Linked DNA regions of Mus musculus: regions 1, 2, 3, 5, 6 and 7 are each linked to region 4. Evidence: chromatin contacts called from public HiCAR-type, HiChIP or PLAC-seq and promoter capture Hi-C data. All regions are on one chromosome and are shown on one strand. Each heading gives the region's core, a stretch centred on a gene start, on an enhancer-like site or on the middle of the called end of the contact. The rest is flanking DNA. Distances are from core to core; before and after follow the strand shown.

The links. Promoter capture Hi-C pulls out the DNA fragments that hold promoters and counts their contacts. HiCAR-type assays count read pairs that join an accessible place to other places. HiChIP or PLAC-seq counts read pairs in DNA pulled down with a chosen protein or histone mark.
Region 1: a contact with region 4 is called in a promoter capture Hi-C map of hippocampal neurons, with 4 times the contacts expected there. The contact joins the promoter of Commd2 here to the promoter of Nbea in region 4. A contact is called at or near these places in 6 of 39 promoter capture datasets (the 3T3-L1 cell line, the SN4741 cell line, cranial neural crest and 2 more) and 2 of 115 datasets of contacts at active chromatin or transcription factors (astrocytes and pancreatic cancer cells).
Region 2: a promoter capture Hi-C map of stem cell-derived epiblast-like cells shows a contact between it and region 4, with 2.6 times the contacts expected there. The contact joins the promoter of Ccdc169 here to the promoter of Nbea in region 4.
Region 3: a contact with region 4 is called in a promoter capture Hi-C map of hippocampal neurons, with 2.7 times the contacts expected there. The contact joins the promoter of Rnf13 here to the promoter of Nbea in region 4. A contact is called at or near these places in 1 of 39 promoter capture datasets (hippocampal neurons) and 3 of 115 datasets of contacts at active chromatin or transcription factors (astrocytes, embryonic stem cells and microglia).
Region 5: an H3K4me3 HiChIP or PLAC-seq map of stem cell-derived neural progenitor cells shows a contact between it and region 4, with 8 times the contacts expected there. The contact joins the enhancer-like site here to the promoter of Nbea in region 4. A contact is called at or near these places in 5 of 39 promoter capture datasets (the 3T3-L1 cell line, hippocampal neurons, liver and 1 more) and 4 of 115 datasets of contacts at active chromatin or transcription factors (astrocytes, embryonic limb bud, forebrain and 1 more).
Region 6: a contact with region 4 is called in a promoter capture Hi-C map of hippocampal neurons, with 14 times the contacts expected there. The contact joins the enhancer-like site here to the promoter of Nbea in region 4. A contact is called at or near these places in 13 of 39 promoter capture datasets (the 3T3-L1 cell line, the HPC-7 cell line, the SN4741 cell line and 9 more), 8 of 484 Hi-C or Micro-C datasets (adipose-derived mesenchymal stem cells, cerebellar granule neurons, cerebellum and 4 more), 10 of 115 datasets of contacts at active chromatin or transcription factors (SST interneurons, astrocytes, differentiating embryonic stem cells and 6 more) and 1 of 9 other capture datasets (embryonic stem cells).
Region 7: a contact with region 4 is called in a HiCAR-type map of astrocytes, with 4 times the contacts expected there. The contact joins the promoter of Wwtr1 here to the promoter of Nbea in region 4. A contact is called at or near these places in 2 of 39 promoter capture datasets (cranial neural crest and hippocampal neurons) and 3 of 115 datasets of contacts at active chromatin or transcription factors (astrocytes, embryonic stem cells and pancreatic cancer cells).

The regions. Positions count from the first base shown.
Region 1 is chr3:57,650,285-57,652,984 of GRCm38.p6, forward strand. Commd2 (COMM domain containing 2) reads right to left here and starts at 1,400. Exons shown (of 5, transcript NM_175095.4): 1 at 1,303-1,400; 2 at 1,138-1,215; 3 at 407-489. The coding sequence starts at 1,369.
Region 2 is chr3:55,138,749-55,141,448 of GRCm38.p6, forward strand. It overlaps Ccdc169 (coiled-coil domain containing 169), which reads left to right and starts at 1,290. Exons shown (of 8, transcript NM_177203.3): 1 at 1,290-1,424. The coding sequence starts at 1,342.
Region 3 is chr3:57,734,728-57,737,427 of GRCm38.p6, forward strand. Rnf13 (ring finger protein 13) reads left to right here and starts at 1,330. Exons shown (of 10, transcript NM_001113413.3): 1 at 1,330-1,473.
Region 4 is chr3:56,182,337-56,185,036 of GRCm38.p6, forward strand. Nbea (neurobeachin) reads right to left here and starts at 1,365. Exons shown (of 58, transcript NM_030595.1): 1 at 636-1,365. The coding sequence starts at 899.
Region 5 is chr3:57,469,025-57,471,724 of GRCm38.p6, forward strand. All of the region lies in intron 4 of Wwtr1 (WW domain containing transcription regulator 1), which reads right to left. Among named protein-coding and RNA genes, the nearest start is that of Tm4sf4, 45 kb to the left of the region's middle. Within about 2 kb of position 1,382, at least 141 of the 459 cell types and tissues checked have an H3K27ac peak or open chromatin away from gene starts, as enhancers often do. A contact at or near this core is called in astrocytes, forebrain, hippocampal neurons and 2 more, where this site is marked.
Region 6 is chr3:57,202,060-57,204,759 of GRCm38.p6, forward strand. No RefSeq gene overlaps it. Among named protein-coding and RNA genes, the nearest start is that of Tm4sf1, 99 kb to the right of the region's middle. Within about 2 kb of position 1,397, at least 9 of the 459 cell types and tissues checked have an H3K27ac peak or open chromatin away from gene starts, as enhancers often do.
Region 7 is chr3:57,574,427-57,577,126 of GRCm38.p6, forward strand. It overlaps Wwtr1 (WW domain containing transcription regulator 1), which reads right to left and starts at 1,450. Exons shown (of 7, transcript NM_133784.3): 1 at 1,175-1,450; 2 at 397-831. The coding sequence starts at 827.

The sequences.
Region 1 (2,700 bases), core at 150-2,649, 1.5 Mb after region 4:
CACACACAAGTACATTATATCCTCTAATTCTATTTAGAACATTCCTTAAAGACCCACCATTCTGAAATCCAAGTTACTAATATACAAAATAACCTTATTAAAATAGGAAAGAAATTAAGATGCCTAATTTTATTTAATATTTTTCCATCAAGCCAGATAATGACTGCTGATACATTTTTAAAAATGCAATATTTCATTCTCCCATCTCCTGACATACATGGGTGATGGCACATGATGCAGAAATAGAGACAATTATAATTTAAACCGGCAAGAGGAATTCATATTAGATAACGCCAATAGCACTGTTTTGGTATACTGCACAAATTCGATTATGAGTTAGAAATATTGTAATAGGCGCCAGTTTGAAAGGATCTGGGTGATACAATACAGCTCTCAGAAGTCTTACCATAAGCTTTGAGCTCTCGGTGAGGAGATACGTTAATCCTTCCACACCATGCTGGATAGTGTCACTACTCACGTTCAGTTTTCCTAAGGTGGTGGTGGTGGTGGTGGTGGTGGTGGTGGTGGTGGGGTGGTGAAGAAATAAACAGATTATCAATTTGTTTAAAAATAAACACATTCAATTGCTCTGTTTTCAAACTATACAATAAAAATGAGTTAAGCGGAGACTACTGTTCCTTCTTAACCCACTCCACTAACAGGGGCCTTGGCTATTTCCCTCCAAGTCAGCCTAACAAAACACAAACCTGTGAACAGACACACAAAGCCCCTTCAACCCAGGCAGAAGGAGAAGTCAGTAGAGATGTTCTTAATCTCAACCACCACCACCACCACCCCCCCCCCCCCAGCTTAGAAAAAAAGCAGTTTCTGGGTAGCAAATGTTTACTAAACACTTCGATGACAGTTCCACTTCTTCAGCATGCGGTATTTTATTAAGCACCAGAATATTTCTAAAAGGCAGGTGGCACTGTATTCATTTTAAATATGAAGATATTTGTTCCACACTAGTTATAAAAGCGCGCAGCTCCTTGCAGTGTGCGCCTTGACTGACTGCTCTGCGGGGTTTTAAGAGGAACAAGGAACAAGACCCTAGGACCTGCAAAGACTCCTGCGGAGAAAGAGAATGGATCGCACTCTCCAGCTCCACAGACAGAGCCCGTCCTCCCCCTTTCTTACTGGCGGCGCCTTCGTAGATCTTCGGGTTTGAGCCCCGTCGGAGGAACTCCACGGCGATCCTCCCGAACTCGGCGACCACTGCAACGGAAGTCAGCAGCAGGCTGTGAGTGCCGGGCTGTCCCCCGGGTTGTCCCCGCCGCAAGCACCCCGCAAGCACTAACTTACCTGCAGTGTCCACTTGCGGCAGGAAGGCCAAGTGCTCCTTGTGCTCCTCGGACAAATCCAGCAGCATTTTAGCGGCTCTTCAGACTTTGCCACCCGGCGCCGGCCCCGCCCTCACCACTTCCGACCTCTGTGCAGGCAAAAAGAAGTTCCGGCGGGCGTCGCGGTACAGCCCATGCTTTGGGTTCCGGTTGCTGGCAGTCCTAGGAGCACGGTATCGTCCGGTTCACTCTATAGGAGTGAAGGTAGGCAGTGAACGCTGGTTAAAAGAGTTGAAGGTACAAGTCTTCCACTCATTCATGAGCCATCCTGCAAAAGTGTAATATGTAGTGCTGGAGAGATGGTGGTTAAGTGGTTAAGATCTCTTGTTGCTCTTGCAGAAGAACCAGATTCGGTTCCAGTACTCACGTTCTCAACCATCACTAACTCTAGTTTTGGGTATATAACACTCATGTATATGTATATGTATGTGTATGTGTATATGTGTATATGTATATACATATACTCATGTATATGTATGTGTATGTGTATATGTATATATATGTGTATATATATGTATATATGTATACGTATATTACATGTATATATACATAAATATATATGTAGTGACTATTTTGTACACTCCACAAATACCTTGAAGAAACTACACTATGACTACACTATGAGCAGAGGTCTTTGCATTAATTTCTGAAGATACAGCCCCAACTAGGGTAGTTTTGAACAGTTTGTGTAGGACTTTGTGTTATCACAAGCCTTCATGATCCCTAAATAAGCCTGTGAACGTGTCCACTTAGGCAAGAAAGGGAGCACTTTCTTAGTACAAAAGGGAAGATGCTAACCAAACATACCTTTGTTTACATGTGAGGTTTGCTTCAAATGGTGCAAACACCATTTCTTCAGATTTAGAAGCTGGCTGCTCAGTTCATGAGCAGGTAGGGATAGACACACCCTACACTGTATCCCTTGCTGCTACAACTTTGGACTCAATAAAAGGCTTCTCTCTAGGGGTCTTTTCTTGCCCACTTCTGGAAGCAGATACAGTGCTATAGCAGCAATGATAAAAGCAGCCATGTGGCAGCAGCTGCGACAGCTGAGCATTCTGAACATCAAGCCATAGAAGTGACAGCACAGCCTGACTCTTGCCAGCAGAAGAGGGAGAGCTGAGAGGCGGGGAACGTAAAATAACCAGTTTCTTAGGAACTGAAGAGGGATAGAAGATGGTAAAGATTCAAACAGACTGGGTGGGTAAGATAGCTGAGTGGGTAAGATAGCTCAGTGGATAAAAGCTGCTTGCTGTGAAGCCTGAAGACAAGAGTTCAACCCCTGGAACCCTCACGGTAGAAGAGAAAACCAACACATATGAGTTGTTCTCTGACTCACCAACGTACACTGAGGCACATG
Region 2 (2,700 bases), core at 40-2,539, 1.0 Mb before region 4:
GGGAAATAGCTTGCCTGGGAAACCTCATTTTGTCTGCATGCAGTGCCTGCTGAGACCAGAACAGAGAATTGGATGGTCCAACATCCATGAAGTACTGGAAACCAACCAGCATCCTTATCAAGAGCTGTGTGAGAAATACAAACAAAATGTACTCTTTCTTTTTTCTTTTTTTAAAAGATTATTTATTTACTTTATATATATTATATGAGTATACTGTAGATGTCTTCAGACACACCAGAAGAGGGCATCAGATCACACTGCAAATAGTTGTGAGCCACCATGTGGTTGCTGGGAATTGAACTCAGGACCTTTGGAAAAGCAGTTGGTGCCCTTAACCACGGAGCCATCTCTCCAGCCCCATTCTTTTCTATTAAAGAAATAAGACAGATTTCCTCTTAGAAAAATGGTAAACCACTTGGCAGAAATCTGAACTCCTGTGGGTCAGTATTTCTTGAAGTCAAAATATGTGTTGACAGTTGTCGTGTCCGGTTGTCATTTGCTTATCAGTTGTGCCCTATCCATTAGTGTTAGCATGTGAGGCCCAGCACTGACCACTCAAAATGAGGCACAGGGCCCTTTTGTGGTAGGAATGAAAACCCCGTGGAACCGTCACTGACTGTGCTTGCCTACCGATACGACAGGCTACATTCCCTTCTGAAGAAGTGAAACATTCTACCTTGTTGATTGTGTTGTGGTTGTCTTGGGACCCCCACACCACACTGGTGTCTAACAGCTCAAGTGCTCATCTCTGCTGCCCCATCTCTCCAGCTCCCCTGACCAGTTCTTAACAGTTGTCTGGATTCATGAATTTTTATGGGGACAACTCATACACACGGGCAGAGCCTATCACCTGCCTGGTAAAATATGAGAAGGGAGAGTTTTAAAACCGAGACGTCTCAAGAGTAGGATGCAAATTGTGATAAGCAGGTCAGTGCACAGAGCTGCCCAAACTCCAAGGCAGAGAATTTCTTGGCCCGAAAGTTCACAATCGTCAAAGTTCAGAATATCTTTTCAGAGTCTAACCTACTGAACTAAAGCAAATGAAGGCACTCTTAATCCAGCAACCCTAGGGGGTCAGAAGAAGTTGGATGTTCTGACAACCCACTGGCTCAGAACCCTGACCTTGCACAGGGGCTATTCACAGAGATGATACAGAAAAGGGGCATACCCGCTCCGAGACAGTTTCCCACCTAGCTCCTAAGAGGGCCTGTAGACATGAGCAACACCCTATGACGTCATGCCACGGCTCCTGGCAACGCCTTTTCCTTTAGGGTTCCTAGGTGTGCCCAGGTCTTAAGCTCTAGGTGGTACACAGGGGAAGGTCGCGCGGGAGGTCTTGCAATGGGAGAGGGCCACGGAGACACTTTCGAGGGGGTGAGCACAGACCGCCTGAAGCTGGAGCTGCTGGAGGAAATCCACATGAAGTGAGTGGGCCCTGTAGGCTCTAGCTCTCTGCTAGGCCTCCCACGATCTGAAGGGCAGGAACTCTGATGGCGGAAGGAGGCCCCTTTGTGTCGGAAGTAATGCAGGCTCATTAAGCTTTCACTCAAAGTGATGTTTATGAAGGGTTCTTTATGTGTGTGTGTGTGGGGGGGGGAGAGGTCAGTGTGCGGAAGAGGTTGGGGTGTAGGGTGGTGTGCAACAGATAAGAGCAGTGCCCATGGTGTCCAAACGGGGGCGTCAGATCCCCTGGAATTGGAGTTACCAGCACTTGTGAGCCTCCCAGTGGGTGCCGGGAACTAAGCCCCCCTCCCCCTGTCCTCTGTGGTCCTCGCTGAGTCATCTGTACAGACCTCATTTACCATTTTGCTTAATGGAGGCCAAGGGAATACAAGAGTTGTCGTGCTTTTGTAGATAAAATGGAGAAGTGGCTGCTATTCTGAAGAAAATATGTGATTGGTTTTGACGGTCCTGCGAAGTCCATGTTTTTCTGTTCATTTTGAAGAACTTCAGAAACCTGGACATTTTTGTAAACGAGCTCTGGGACCCTCTATGATTTTTGAGGGAGGGTAGGATGGAGGTGTGGAAGTGTGGGCTTGTGACACTGGGTCAGAGTTCTGCCGGTGAGCTGCATCCTGTGTCTTAAATGTTTGGGGGGGGGGGGAGTTAGTTTTATCCTGGCTTGGTGACAAACTTGTAAACCCAGGGACTCAGAGTAAGAGTGTGGGGCTGGAGGGCAGTTAGGGTACATAGGACATAGGACACTGTTTCAAGATGAGACGTGGGCTGAGGATGCCCGAATAGCATAGCATACGCAAGGCCCTGGATTCAGTTCTTAGTATGGGCAAAAATAATACAGTATTTTATGTTAGGACCTTGAATATTCTGAGAGTTTTGATTTTGTTGTTTGTTTGAGATAGGGCTTCTCTGCGTAGCCCTGGCTATCCTGGGACTCACTTTGTAGACAGGCTGGACTCAGATGCAGAGATCTGCCTGCCTCTGCTTCCTGAGTGCTGGGATTAAAGGTGTGCGCCACCATGCCTGTCTTTATTGTGAGTGTTTTGAGTAGCTATCCAGGGCCCCATTCACGGGCCTCATGAACATCAGCCCCCCTCCCAAACCCTGACCCCTCCCCGAAGTCTTAGACTTGTACTAAACTCAGGGCATTCTGAGTACAGTCTCTGTGTTTCAGAGGCAGTCAAGGTGCAGAACAGGTCTGTGTGAAGTCACATCTCAGCTCTGTCACCCAGGAACTGTAGG
Region 3 (2,700 bases), core at 80-2,579, 1.6 Mb after region 4:
TTATGGAAGAAATCTAATTTAATATAGAAAACCATTTTGAGAGAATTTAATTAAAGATGCATCAAAAGATATAGCACCTCTCTGTATAGTACTCTAGCCTTCATAACAATATTCCCAATCTCGACCTTCATGACTTTGTCAAAGCACAGTTATATAGTTGTGAATGTCTTCTTCCCAATACATGAAAAATACATTAACTATACAATTATGGGCTATGCAGCTGAAAATGTTTTTGATGGTCCTTATTATTCTAATCTGATTCTTTTTTGTTCCCTCCCTTTTCTGTAACCCAGAGTCTAGTGCTTGCTAGGCAAGTGCTCTGGGTGCTGACTGTGAACTCAATCTTCAATCCCTTACATTTGTTTTCTTAAATTGCTTGAGTGGTATTTAGAGTAGATTCTAGTTTAAAAGGCACAAGAAAAAAGAATAGGAAATCTTTCTATTCTTGTTCCCCACCTACTTAGGGCTCCTGAAGCAAACGAGGCTATAAACAACTTACATTCCTGTAATAACTCCCCCCACAACCAAAATCCAAACATGTTAATTAAATATTTGATGCCAGTATGGGCCTCAAAGATGCTTTATTAGGGCCAGTTCGATTAGGGCATGTCAGAATCTTTGCATCAAACCGCATTAAAAACAAAAGGCAGTAGTTTAGGAGCTGTTAATGTTGATGGCCCAATAGGTCATTTCAATCCAAGAACTCTGCTTTTTCAGACTAGGGGGTGAAAAAGTATGAGAACTCAAGGGATGAGATTTTCGTTCCTCAAAAGGTGACATGGTTTTTGAAAGGCTGTTTTGAGGACTGAATCGCGTGGTTGGACTTTGGCTAGTCAAGCAGTGAGCTGATCAGCCCGGCTCCCTGCCAGGCCTCGTGGTTCTTGCATAAACCTCGGGCGGTTAGTTCTAACCCGACCTGGATTCCAGCGCAAGGCGTCACCCGGAGTTCCCCGCCCTCATCGGCCCTCTCCCGGGAGGGTGCAAGACACTTCGCGGCTCTTCGGCCTCGGATCGCTGCGGGCCACTCAGACACACAGCCTTCGCTAGGGCCTCACTCTGCAAGCCAATCATCTGCGGATCAGGCTGGGGCAGTCCAGGGTGGCTTCTCCACCGCACCCAGGGCTTCCAAAAGCCGTCCCTCCCTCATCTTCCCCGTTCCTAATAGGGATGATGTATCACGCGGTTCAGAACGACACTCAAAAACTGGGCAATTCTCCCAACCCAGCAGAGGCAGGCTGCGCGACTCCGCGAGAGGGGCGGGGCCGTGACGGGCAACATCACAGCCCAATAATATTTCTTTACCTCCGAGTATGGGCCAATGAGGCATGGGAGGCGGGACTTCCGCTTGCCCGCTGTTGTGGTCCCTTCTCCGACTTGCTTGGGTAGGGGCTCAGTGCGGATACTCAGTCATGAAGTCCGGGTAGCGACTTCTCTTGGGTGGCCGTGAGCCTAGGTTCCGGGGGCGGACTTCAGGTAAGAACCAGCGTGGCTCCGCAGCGGTAGGCGGGGGTTGTCGGGCCTGGCCGGGAGAACACACCCACTCCGGCCTGGGTGCGGTAGCCCGAGGTGGGGACGGTCGGGCTCCTCTGCTACGTGCAGTGACAGCACAGGCCCGTGCGGGAGAGGAGTCCTTAGCATCCCATCCTGCGGGCTGGTAGATCTGAAGTTGTCGGGCTATGGATTTTGCTTCCCACGGCCCCTTCCAGAGGTCCCCGTGGCCTGGAAAGATACTTGGAAGACTTCTCTAGTCCAGGACTTGCCTCTTAAGTCCTCGGCGAAAATACTCTCGGGCTGTTTTGTCTTTAAAAAGAAGAAGAAGAAAATCTCATCGCTTGCTTCCTTCCTTTTCTCACCCACTCCCCTTTCCTTCCGTAAAAGCTCAGCTCACAGGCTTGGACGTGACCTTGCTAGGGCCACATACTGCCTTTTTTTTTTTTTTTCCTACCCAATGTTGGAAGTCCGAACTTTTTTGCAAGGACGCTTATTGAATTGATCTGCCCCTGAGAGGGAAACAACTTTGCTGCATGTTCTCTGCTTGCTTATGGTCAATTGCCCTATTTTCTTCTAATCTGGCAGTAGTTAATTTCCATAACTCCCATTTTAATCTTCAATTTCAGCACCGTGGGCAGCTGCTATAGGCTGATGTCTGCCCCAAACCTGCCTGGATTATACTGTTTTCTACCAGTGATGCAGCAGTTCCAGTGGAAACTGCGTTCCTTTCAGCAGTGCCCAGAAGACAGCTGCACTTTCTGATACAATACAGTAAAGTGGCCGTGCCTCCCAAGAGCCAGTAGAGACAGGCTATTTAAAGATTTAGGGAAGAACTTTTGAGAGTTTAATTGGCCACAGGGTCATTGTTTATTTATTTGAGACATGGTCCTTACATGTAGCCCAGTCTGATCTCAGACTTCCATTCTTTTGCCTCAGCTTACTCAGTACTGGAATTACTAGCCATCAAGCCTTGTTTAAAGACAGTTTTTAATGGGTCAAAAAGAATTCATTTCAGAGGACTGTGGTCTTTAAATAGGAGTTGAGTGTGGAGGGCCACAGGGATTCATTAATAGACTTTTTTCTTCTTTTTATAATCTATGGCCATAGAGTTAATTTCAGGTATAGTTTTTTTTTTGTTTTTGTTTTTGTTTTTATGCGGGTCAAGAGGAAGATATAAAGTGTAATATTGTAGAATCAGGCAAAAAGCAA
Region 4 (2,700 bases), core at 115-2,614:
CAAGCCACCGCAACCATAGAAACCAACCTGTAAGATCCGGTGCCCCCCTTACATTTTAACACCTTCTGCGCCCCACACCCGTAAAGGTAAGAGATCAGCATATCTGGAGAGATACTACAAAGAGGTGAAGATTGCCTAGAGATGGAGGTAGGGGTGAGTACAGGCACAACACGCTCCATCACTGCCACGGAATGTATTTAAAGACAGATGCAAAATCTGCATCATTCGTCGTCCTCCCTGGAAAACCCAGCACCCCAGCTGCTCAAGTTGGAACCAGTGCGCTTCTCCCATTTCAGGAGCACGGGAGGGGGTGGGGGCTGGGGCGCTTGGGGGGACTCGGGCTCTAGGGGCCGGGCTGTCACCCTCTCAGAGCCACAACACGGACAATTAAGAGATGGGGAGAAGAAACTCCCAAAGGACCTGAGGGCCGCTTCACACCTCCACTCACGGCCCAGGCCCTAAGGACCGACCACTCGTCGGAAGTGCCGGGTTGAGTTGGGCACCGCGCGGGTGACAGGAGGGAGGTGGCGCGGCCGTGGCTGCGCGCGGGCGGGCGGGCGGGCGGACGGACAGGAGGCTGAGGGACGCGGGGAGGCAGGGCGCGGACGCCCGGGGTTGGGAGGGGGGGCGCTTACCAGGTTGAGCACGGTCTCCACGATGTCCCTGTTGCTGACCTCGCCGACCTGTATGAGTCCGATCAGAACGGCGAATTTCATACGGATGTTGCGGATCGGCACCGAAGGGTTGATCATGCCCGCCGGCAGCACCACCGGGCCGGAGCCGGCCGCCCCCCGAGGCTCCCCCATGGCGCCTCCGCCGCCTGCACCGCCGCCGGCCCCGACGGCCAGGAGCGCGACGGGCTGCGGCTCGAGCCCCGGGCCCGGCTTGTCGCTCGCCATCCGCCCCGCTGCTGAGGAGCTGTGCAGCGCCGCCGCGCCGCCTCCGCCGGTTCCGTTATCCCCGCCGCGGCCCCCGCCCCCCGGCCGGCGCCTCGCAGCCCCAGCATCCACCAGCGCCGCGGCGCCGGGCCCGCTCCCGTCCGCGCCTCAGCCGGGCCCGGCAGCCGTGCGCGGCGCCTCGCCGACCGCCTCCGGGGACAGCCTCAAGGGTCGCTTCCGAGGTCTCCTCCCGGGCTTGCCGCAGCTGTCTCCCCAGCGAGCTCACGGTCCGCCTCAGCGCTCGCCTCACGGAGCTCCTCGCAGATCGCCTCGGCGCTCTCTGCACCGATCTCCCCGGCTCGCTACCGCCGGCCCGGCCCCCCGCGAGGATGCCGCCTCGTCTCGCACGGCCCTCCGCCCTCCGCCGGGGGCCAAAGCTCGGGCCGCTGCCACCGGCGCCGCTGTTGTTGTGAAGCCCCGACGCCGCCGCTCACTCCGCCATGTTGCCGCCCCCTGCCTGCGGTAGCGGCCACTGCGCCTGCGCGCAGCTTGGGGGGGGCGGAGTCCTCGCTGCACCCCCTCTTTCTCCCGGCGCTCCTCCTCCGCATCCCTCACCCCTCGTCCCTCCCCCACGCGCTGGGACCGGGCCGACAGGTGAGCAGGTGCGCGGGGAGGAGTCGCGAGGGGAAGGACAGGGCTCGCCCGTCCGCTCTCCTTCCCCCTCGGCCTCGCCGTGCGGGCCACGTGCGGTGAGTGGAGGGCCACCTGCTCCCGGCCGCCTTTGCCTCCTCCTGGTCCACCTTGGGTCCGCGGCCCCACCTCGCTGCGGGGGTCTGGAGACAGGCCCAATGTCGCCGGGCTCTTGCCACAGCCCGTGGAGAGGCTGACACCTGCTCACACGGGCGCGGCTTAAAATAGATGCTGTCAAACCGGGAGCCTCTCTGCCAAGCTAGTTCTTGAACTCGCCTCCCTGACTACCCTCATGAGGTGGTTGGGTAGGTGCAGCAAATCCCCTGCTAGAAATCCCCAAAGATCCTCAGGTATGATGCCAGTGGGTGGGTGATCTCCCTTTTCCATAGGCGTATGAGGTTCACAAGAATTGTATGAATTATCAAAATACATTGGAGGTCCTCACGACCAGCCTTAGTCCGTGAGAAAATTTCAATTGAAAACATTATAACACGCACATGGCAATATCTCTGATGGCACTGAGTTAAAACCACGTAAGTATGACTGGTGGTTTCTTCCTTGACATCAAGGATATAGTTTCTTTAATATTTCAAGTGGTCAGCCCTTTTCGATAAAGACATATTGCCAGTCACCAGAAACATTAGAAATCCTAAGGTGTATTCAAATCATTTAAATTGTCATCCCAAACAAAGAAATGGTCAGTATACAAATGAATCATAATGCATAATTTATTACTATTCATCTTCTTTGACTGGTAACTCCCATGATACAGGATCTTATAAACATTTCAAAAGTACCATAGGGCAAACTTTCTTAATACCTGTATTTTCAATTAGTTCTTGGTTATATGTTTATTAGTGGTACAAACTCCCACTGAATTGATTAATTTTTTAAAGTAGTTGCACAAAAGTACCTGAAAAAAGTGGTAAATTGGTATGTCTATTTAAACAAAATAGTAATGGAATTATAACATGCTTACATCATTAAAACTGCTTGAGGAATTTGCAGAGCCTTAAGACTTCAGAGTTTGGCAATTAAGAATTCCAGTGATACTAGATGGTTGTGGAGCAAGCCTTTAACCCCAGCACTAGGGAGGTAGAGGCAAGCAGATCTTTAAATTCCAGGACAGCCC
Region 5 (2,700 bases), core at 132-2,631, 1.3 Mb after region 4:
GCCCAATCTAGGCCTATAGCTTGTAAATAAAATACCAGGATTGTGTGTCTTTTACACAGACTAGCTAGAATAGAAAAACACCAATTACAAGATTCTAGACAGACAATCACAAAGAATAGACAATGGACAGGCATTAGGATGTTCATCTAACCCCTATATTGCTGTTCTCTGGTCTTACATCCATCTCCAGGAACATCATTACTTCTGCAATTACTCCAGCTGACTTCCCTGCCATGCCATCAAGCCGTGTGTCAGGCGTTGGGCAGGTCTATCAGTGCTTTCACCAAGCCACACAATGCATGAGCATGACCACTGGAGAATATCGGGTCTTCGAGGAGTCAGGATATCACAAAACTCAAAGGCCTCGCAATGGCTCTTAAGCTACTAGTGAACTACAAGATCCCTCCAGTCACAGATTTGTGGCAGACAGAATGAAGAAATTTCTAGTTGTAATCAGGTAAGGTACTGGCTACTTCTCAGTTCTGTGGGCTATTTGCCAGTGGAATTCTCAAGAAGTAGTTAAGGATGCTGTTGAACCTGTCCTGAGCTTGGCATAACAGAAAGCAGTGATGCAATGCAGAGAAGAGGACTTTAAAATCACAAGAGTTCAAATCCCAGGTCAGTTACAATAGAGCTGTGAAATTTTAAACTAAATTCTTTTTTTAAATTATTTTTTTAATTTAAAGCTGGAGAGATGGCTCAGCAGTTAAGAGCACTGACTGCTCTTCCGAAGGTCCTGAGTTCAAATCCCAGCAACCACATGGTGGCTCACAATCATCTGTAATGAGATCTGACGCCCTCTTCTGGGGTGTCTGAACACAGCTATAGTGTACTTACATATAATAAATAAATAAATCTTTAAAAATTTTAATTTAAAAAATGCTATTTATTTATTTTTACATGTATGGGTTGGGGGGGTTGTTTGTTTGCCTGCAGGTATGTTTGTTCACCAAATGTGTGCAGTGCCTAAGCTATTCAAAAAAGAAGATGGGGGACCCCCTTGGAACTAGCATAAGAGCTGGTTTTAAACTACCATGTGAGTACTGAGGTCTGAACTCTGGGTCTTTGGACAAGCAGTCAGTGCTCTTAAACATCTCTGCAGCCCCTTGGACTAAATCCTTGACAGTTCATTTAAGATGCTTTATGAAGCATCTTGTTGGACATAGATCAAAGAACACAGTGAGACAAACAATAGAAGGTGTCATGGACGGCACAGAAAGATTTGCGAGGCAAAGAGACTTGACTAGACTTTGCAAAAAAAACATGTGAAGCCTGAACACAGGACTCCATTAACTTAGTTTACTGATGAGGAAACAGGGCCAGAGAGAGTTAAGTGGTTTTCCCAGAGCCCTGTAGCTAACAGCAGGTGGAGCCAGTGTCTAAATCCAGGCAGTTTGACCTCTGAGGCTATTCCGGTAATTTCCACAGACAGTACCAGGGAGAAGGCAGTGAGGACTGAAGTTGGCAGGCCTCAAATTCAAACCCTTTCACCTACTACTGGAGATGAAACTTGGGCAAGTTACTTCATTTCTCTGATCCTGTTTTCCCAGCTATAAAATGGAAATACCAACCCCATGACCTCATTCAGCTTGTTTAGAAGAGAACTTAACGAACCAGCCTATTCAACAGCACTGAGCACAGTTTTTCCTCCCCGAGCCGGGAGGAAGATGGGATTGGAAATGTTTTATGATCCTTTTCGATGTATATGGGTGGAGCTAGTATCCCGGGAATTCACACCACATTTAGCAAAGTTTTAAGGTTCGGTTTTAAAGGCCAGTCTCAGAAAGTTCTGAAAAGCTGCAGCCCTCCCTCCTCCTGCCCCCAACATTTCTTCACATACAAGCTGGGAATGGAAACCCTTTGTAAAACAGAGTCTTTGGAGTGAGTTACTGGTAATCTGTTAGCTCCCTTAAACAACAAAACCAAACGTCATTTATGGATTCAAAAGGCACCCTCCTAGGGCTGAGAAGCTGTGCGGTGGACGCAGAGGATAATGAAAGGCAGAGACAATTTGTGAGTTAAGAAGTTCTGGAAGCTTCCTCCCCTCTAGTTCCCCCACTGGCCTGCAGCTCTGTGGAATAAATCAACAGAAGAAGCTAGAAAGTAAAAGGCAATGGAGAGCGGGGCCTGGCTCCGAGTGAGTGTTTTTGGCTCGCAGGGCACCTCCCACCAGCCAGCTCCTGCCTCGGCTGGAATGTACTTCAAAGGGAGCTAACTGAATGATAATAACCTCTTCTGAGGGTGCTCAGCTTGATTTAAGTGTGTAGCCGGGATTCTACAAAAATGGAAGACCGAATTGTTTTAATTATGAAGGGTGGGGCGAGTAGAAACAAATGAAATGAAAGCGGTATTTTAAAATCCCACCGTTAAAGCGGCTATTTCAGTGCAGAGGTGCAGCTCACTCTTTCTTTCTCAAAGCCACGGAGACTGCAGAGGCAGACTGCCTGGGAAGAGGGGGGGTGGGGGGGGATCTGGTGTCAATCTCTTTTGTTGAAAGCCTGTACCAATCGATTCTAGAAATTCACTGCCACATTTCCTGGAGTGTCTCTTTGAAACACCTCGCACACACTCAGCTGCCAGACTGGCTCTAGAAAAGTGCAGATTCGAAACTCTGATACTTTGGAGGAAACATTTGTTGAGTCTGTAATTATTATCCAAAGCCTGTTATCGCCTAAGAATCACTTGAAGGAAGGAAAAATG
Region 6 (2,700 bases), core at 147-2,646, 1.0 Mb after region 4:
CAGCTCCTGCCTTGGTTGATTCTTTGTATAGTTATTTTTTTTCTTTCTTTCTTTTTTTTTTCCTACTTGGTTGATTTCATCCCTGAGTTTGATTATTTCCTGCTGTCTACTTCTCTTTGGTATATTTGCTTTTTTTGTTGTTTTGTTTTTTTGTTTTGTTTGTTTGTTTGTTTGTTTTTGTTTTTGTTTTTGTTTTTGTTTTTGTTTTGTTTTGTTTTGTTTTGTTTTGAGACAGGGTTTCTCTGTATAGCTCTGGCTGCCCTGGAACTCACTTTGTAGACCAGACTGGCCCCGAACTCAGAAATCTGCCTGCCACTGCCTCCCAAGTGCTGGAATTAAAGGCATGCGCCACTACGCCTGGCTATTTGCTTCTTTTTGTTCTAGAGCTTTCAAGTGTGCAATCAAAATGCTAGTGTAAAAATTCTTTAATTTCTTTCTCTACTTTTTCCTTGATCAAGTTATCATTGAGTATACTGTTGTTCAGCTTCCATGTGTATGTGGGTTTTCTATTGTTATTGTTGCTACAGAAGTCTTAGTCCATGGTGATCTGATAGGCTTCTTGTATATTTATGGGCATGTCTTTCTTTAGGTTAGGGAAATTTTCTTCTATAATTTTGTTGAAGATATTTCCTGGCCTTTTGAGTTGAGAATCTTCTTTCTCTTCTATACCTATCATCCTTAGGTTTGGTCTTCTCATTGTGTTCTGGGTTACCTGGATGTTTTTGGTTAGAAGCTTTTTGCATTTTGCATTTTCTTTGACGGTTGTGTCAATGTTTTCTATGGTATCTTCTGCACCTGAGATTCTCTCTTCTATCTCTTTTATTCTGTTCGTGATGCTTGCATCTATGACTCCTGATCTCTTTCTTAGGTTTTCTATCTCCAGAGTTGTCTCCCTTTGTGGATTCTTTGTTGTTTCTACTTCCATTTTTAGATCCTGGATGATTTTATTCAATTTCTTCACCAATTTGGTTGTGTTTTCCTGTAATTCTTTAAGGGATTTTTGTGTTTCCTGTTTAAGGGCTTCTACCTGTTTACCTGTGTTCTCCTGTATTTCTTTAAGGGGGTTATTTATGTCCTTCTTAAAGTCCTCTATCAGCATCATGAAATTTGATTTTAAATCCAAATTTTGCTTTTCCAGTGTGTATGGGCATCCAGGACTTGCTGTGGTGGGAGAACTGGGTTCTGACGATGCCTAGTAGCTTTGGTTTCTGTTGGTAACATTCTTGTGCTTGCCTTTCTGGTTTATTGTGCTTTCCCATCTGATTATCTCTGGTGTTAGTTGGTCTTGCTGTTTCTGGCTAGAGCTTGTCCCTCCTGTGGGCCTGTAAGTCTGCATCAGCACTCCTGGGAGACCAGCTCTTTTGGTGGGACCTGTGTACCAAGGATTGTGGAACAGCTTTAGCTCCTGTTTGTAGACTGCAACCGGAAAAATCCTGTCCCAGCTGTTACACTGTTCCTGTGCCCTGTGTGCTCCTGGCCAGTCCTGCTTTGGACGGTTATTGGAGAGAAAATGGAGATCTCACCTCTGAGCCCAGGAGTGAGAGCTCTCCTGGGAGACCAGCTCTCTCCTGGAAGGCCCCGTGTACAGAGGACTGCGGAACAGCCTTAACTCTAGGTGCAGATGGCAACCAGAAGGATCCTGTCCCAGCTTCTCCCATGTTAGGGATGCAAAGTGAATAAATTATTGAAGAATAATAAATAAAATAAAATAAAATAAATAAAATTTTATTTTTTCTGGATTCAAGTGCTAAAGTCTTTAAGATAGGCCCACCAGAAGGGGATGAAATATCTACAAATATTTAGTTGTTATGTACTTTAATTTCAAATGTCTTAGAACCATTACAGTATGAAAAGTCAGAAATATAGAGATTCAATGTACAGCAGATTAATCTGTCAACAAATGAGAAGGTACCTCAGAAGAAACTGGAAGTGATACAAGTAAGGAGAGGAATTTCCTTCCCCTCCTGCAGATGAGATTGACCTAGAAAAAGACCTTGAATTTACTGCACAACTTCAGATATTAAATAGACAAGTAGAAAAGCTCTTGAGACAAAGGAGTTTATTCCCAAAACAAGAGAAAGGATATGGAGGAGGAAAAAGTTACTTCCTGAAACAAGAGGGAAGGTATAAAAGACAAAAACAAAAACAGTGTTTGGACAAGAGTTACACCAAGCTGAGCCCTTTCATTAAAAAAGAGATGTGTTTAATCATAGATCTTTGCTGCCACCTTGTGCCAGCATGGAGGAATTATTGCCTGGGTCTTAAAATAACACCTTAAGTGTTTTCAGTAACAAAGCATTAGATTCACGCAGATAGCATCCTCAAGGTTATGTTCAGATTGATTGGAAACCTATAGATGGGACAGATTTAAGGTGATTAAAAGATGCATTGTGAGACAGATAATAAACAATCGGGCTATGCAGAATAGAATTATACCACAGAGTGGAAGGATTTAATGACAGCTATATTAGAAGTTGGTCCTCAATTACAATGGCTTACATGGTGGAGAGAGGAATCAATGGCCACAGAACAATGTAATCAGGCTAAAGGAATATTTATAATAGGATCGTTTTTTAAGTGAAGGTCAATTTGCTGACTGACATATAGGTACAACTTGAGGATACCACTATAGCACAAGGGATTTTTTTTGTGCCTTTAAGGGCATAGGATAGAGTTGAGGACCAGGAAAAATGACTACAT
Region 7 (2,700 bases), core at 200-2,699, 1.4 Mb after region 4:
CCTACTCACCTGGCTGTGAGCTAGCTAACTTAAGTGAAGGCGCTAAGGGCCTAAGACCCAGATTTAGGCCAAAGTCGCTCAAAATTCCTTTCCCCAAGTTTAAGTTTTCCAATGGCCTGGATCTCTTAGGGCTTAAGCAGTTTCCACTTCATGAAACGTTCTCTGTTCTAGTCAAGTACAACTCCCAGAGATTCATCCCCTACTTTTTTATCTTAGCAGATCTCTGAAGCACCTTGGAAGAGTCAGTCTCTCAGTCTCTCTCTGTCTCTCTCTCTCTGTCTCTGTCTCTCTTTCACACACACACACACACACACACACACACACACACACACGCCACGAACACACGAGCGTCCAGGGCATCACAACTTTGCCCCTCTTGACTGCCGGCAGACTTACTTAAGGAAGTATCTCTGGCCAGTGGCCGTGAAGGTCATCTCCCACCCGGGGGGCAACGGCAGCTCGTCGGTCACGTCATAGGACTGCTGGCGGAGATGTGCATGCTGCTGTGCAGGGCCTCCAGCGGCTCCCGCACCGGTGCCCAGCTGCAGGGATGCGGGCGACGAGTGCGAGCGGACGTGCTGCGCGCCGCCAGCTAGTCGAGGCCCCGGGTGGCCGCCTGATGAGTCTGTGCTGGATTGGCGCGAGTGCGAGCCGGAATCGGGCTCCTTAAAGAAGGACTCCGGGAGGATCTTTTTCCGCCATGAGCTGGGCTTGGGGTTCATGACAGAGTTGAAGAGGGCTTCGAGGTCGGTGTCCAGGTCCTGCGTGACGTGGATGACTTGCTGCCCTGGCGGCGGGAGCGGATGGGGCACCGAGGACGGATTCATCTTTCTACAAGAAAAAAGAAAGATCAGATCAGCCTTTTGGTGCAAGTCAGAGGAGGAGGGGGTAGTCCCGGGGAAGGACAGAGAGAACCTAGAGACAGTTAGGTATGGGTCCAGGGACCAGCCGGTGGGGGAGGGGGCGCCCCTGGCCTCCGAGATTATGCAACTTTCCCGCAACAGAGAAGCTCCCCTGAGCAGGCAGCCGCGGGAGGAAGGGGGGGGGGGGTGCCTGCACCAGACCCAGTCGCAGCTTCCCCTGCCCAATACCCCCACCGGCAACCCCAGGCGTCCCGACTGCGGTCGTCTAAGAGCCGGACGCCACAGAGGGTGCGGGGCGCGGCGGGAGCTACCTGGGGACTCGGGGAAGCCAAGCCTGGGCGCCTCCCGAACTGACGAGCTGGAACCCGGTCCCGGCTGGCAGATCCCGAGCGGATTCCCAGCAGCCGAAGGCTTATCCTCTTACATCCCCGGAACCGGCCTCGGGCGCTCCCACTGCGCGAGGAGGCGACAGAGAAGACGTAGACGAGCGCAGCCGCCGCGGCTCCCGGACTGTCCCATAAACAAAGTTTGAAGCAAACTCCCACCCTTAGGAAAGAGGCGGGCCGAAAGTGGAGCTGTTGAATTATGCATGACCTCCTGGCCGGAGCCAGCCTGCCCCACGCCCCTCCTCTTCCTCCTCCTCCCACCCTAGCCCGGCTGGCGGGGGTGGGCTGGGCACTTCGCAGCTCGGGAGAGACCGTGCCCCCGCCCCGCCGCGCCGCTCCGACCTCTCCCGCCGAGCGCCTATCTGCATTCCTTTGAGTTTACCACTGACTTGGGGCGGGATCAAAGAGAAAATGGTTCAAGCCTGTTAAATCAAGGGGTTATGGACAAAAACCAAATCGGAGAATAACGGAGGGCCCTCGGTTGAGGGTCCAAGGCCCAGAATGAGTCTGTCCTGAGCGCTTGCCCTCGTCTTAAGGGGAGCGCCCAGCACCCGGAATGTGGCACGGGGCGCGGATCTGCCAGAGGTCGGACCGGGGCGCACCCTGGCTCAGGGAGACACCCGCGAGGCCAGACTTTCCACGGAAGGCTGCTTAACGCTTGTGACCATATTTGGTCTGCTGGGGAGACAACTTGGCTGTTTGGCTTTCAGTTGTCTGCGAGACGGTTTCCCAAAAAGTGCCGCTGTTGCTGAAGATGCGGCTTCACCGAGGAGTCGATTGTAAACTACCAACTTTCAAGCCTTTCATCAATCCTTAGAAGGCCGAGACAAAGCTGCGTTCTAGAAGGCCAAGCAATTGCGCCCCCTTCCCTCCTCCCGCGGCGTTTGCGAGGGTAGTGGGAGGATTGGAATGTCCCTGGGTCGCTCTAGGGAGCCTGGAACTGGAATGGAACAGGGGCAGGTGGCTAGGATAGAGAGGGTGTGCCAGTGACCCGGAAAAAGCCACACAGCCTCCCACCCGACTGGACATGGGCCAGAGGTGGAGACCCCAGCCTTTGGAGAGAGGAGGTCTGGCCTGGTAAGACAGCTGCCGGGAAGAGGGAGGAGGCCTTGCCCTTCCCACTGCCAGCTGCTCAACTATTCCTTCTCTCCAAGAAAGGGTGGCTGCTTTTTAAGTTACATTCCAGAAAGCCCCTACCCGACCCACAGATTCTAATAGACAAGTTTATTAGATAGGTTAAATGAGGCAATACACGCAAAGCACTTTGCTTAGCCAAGGCTGCATGGAAGTTTGTCAGCAGAATTGTATCAAATGCAGGCACTGTGCCTCACCATATTAAAGAGAGACATAAAAGTCAAAATTAAATCCACAGTTGACAGTGCTACAGGAAAATGAAGACAACTGTGACCTAACAGCAAGGTGAAGGGACAAATGCAAGCCACTCCATCATT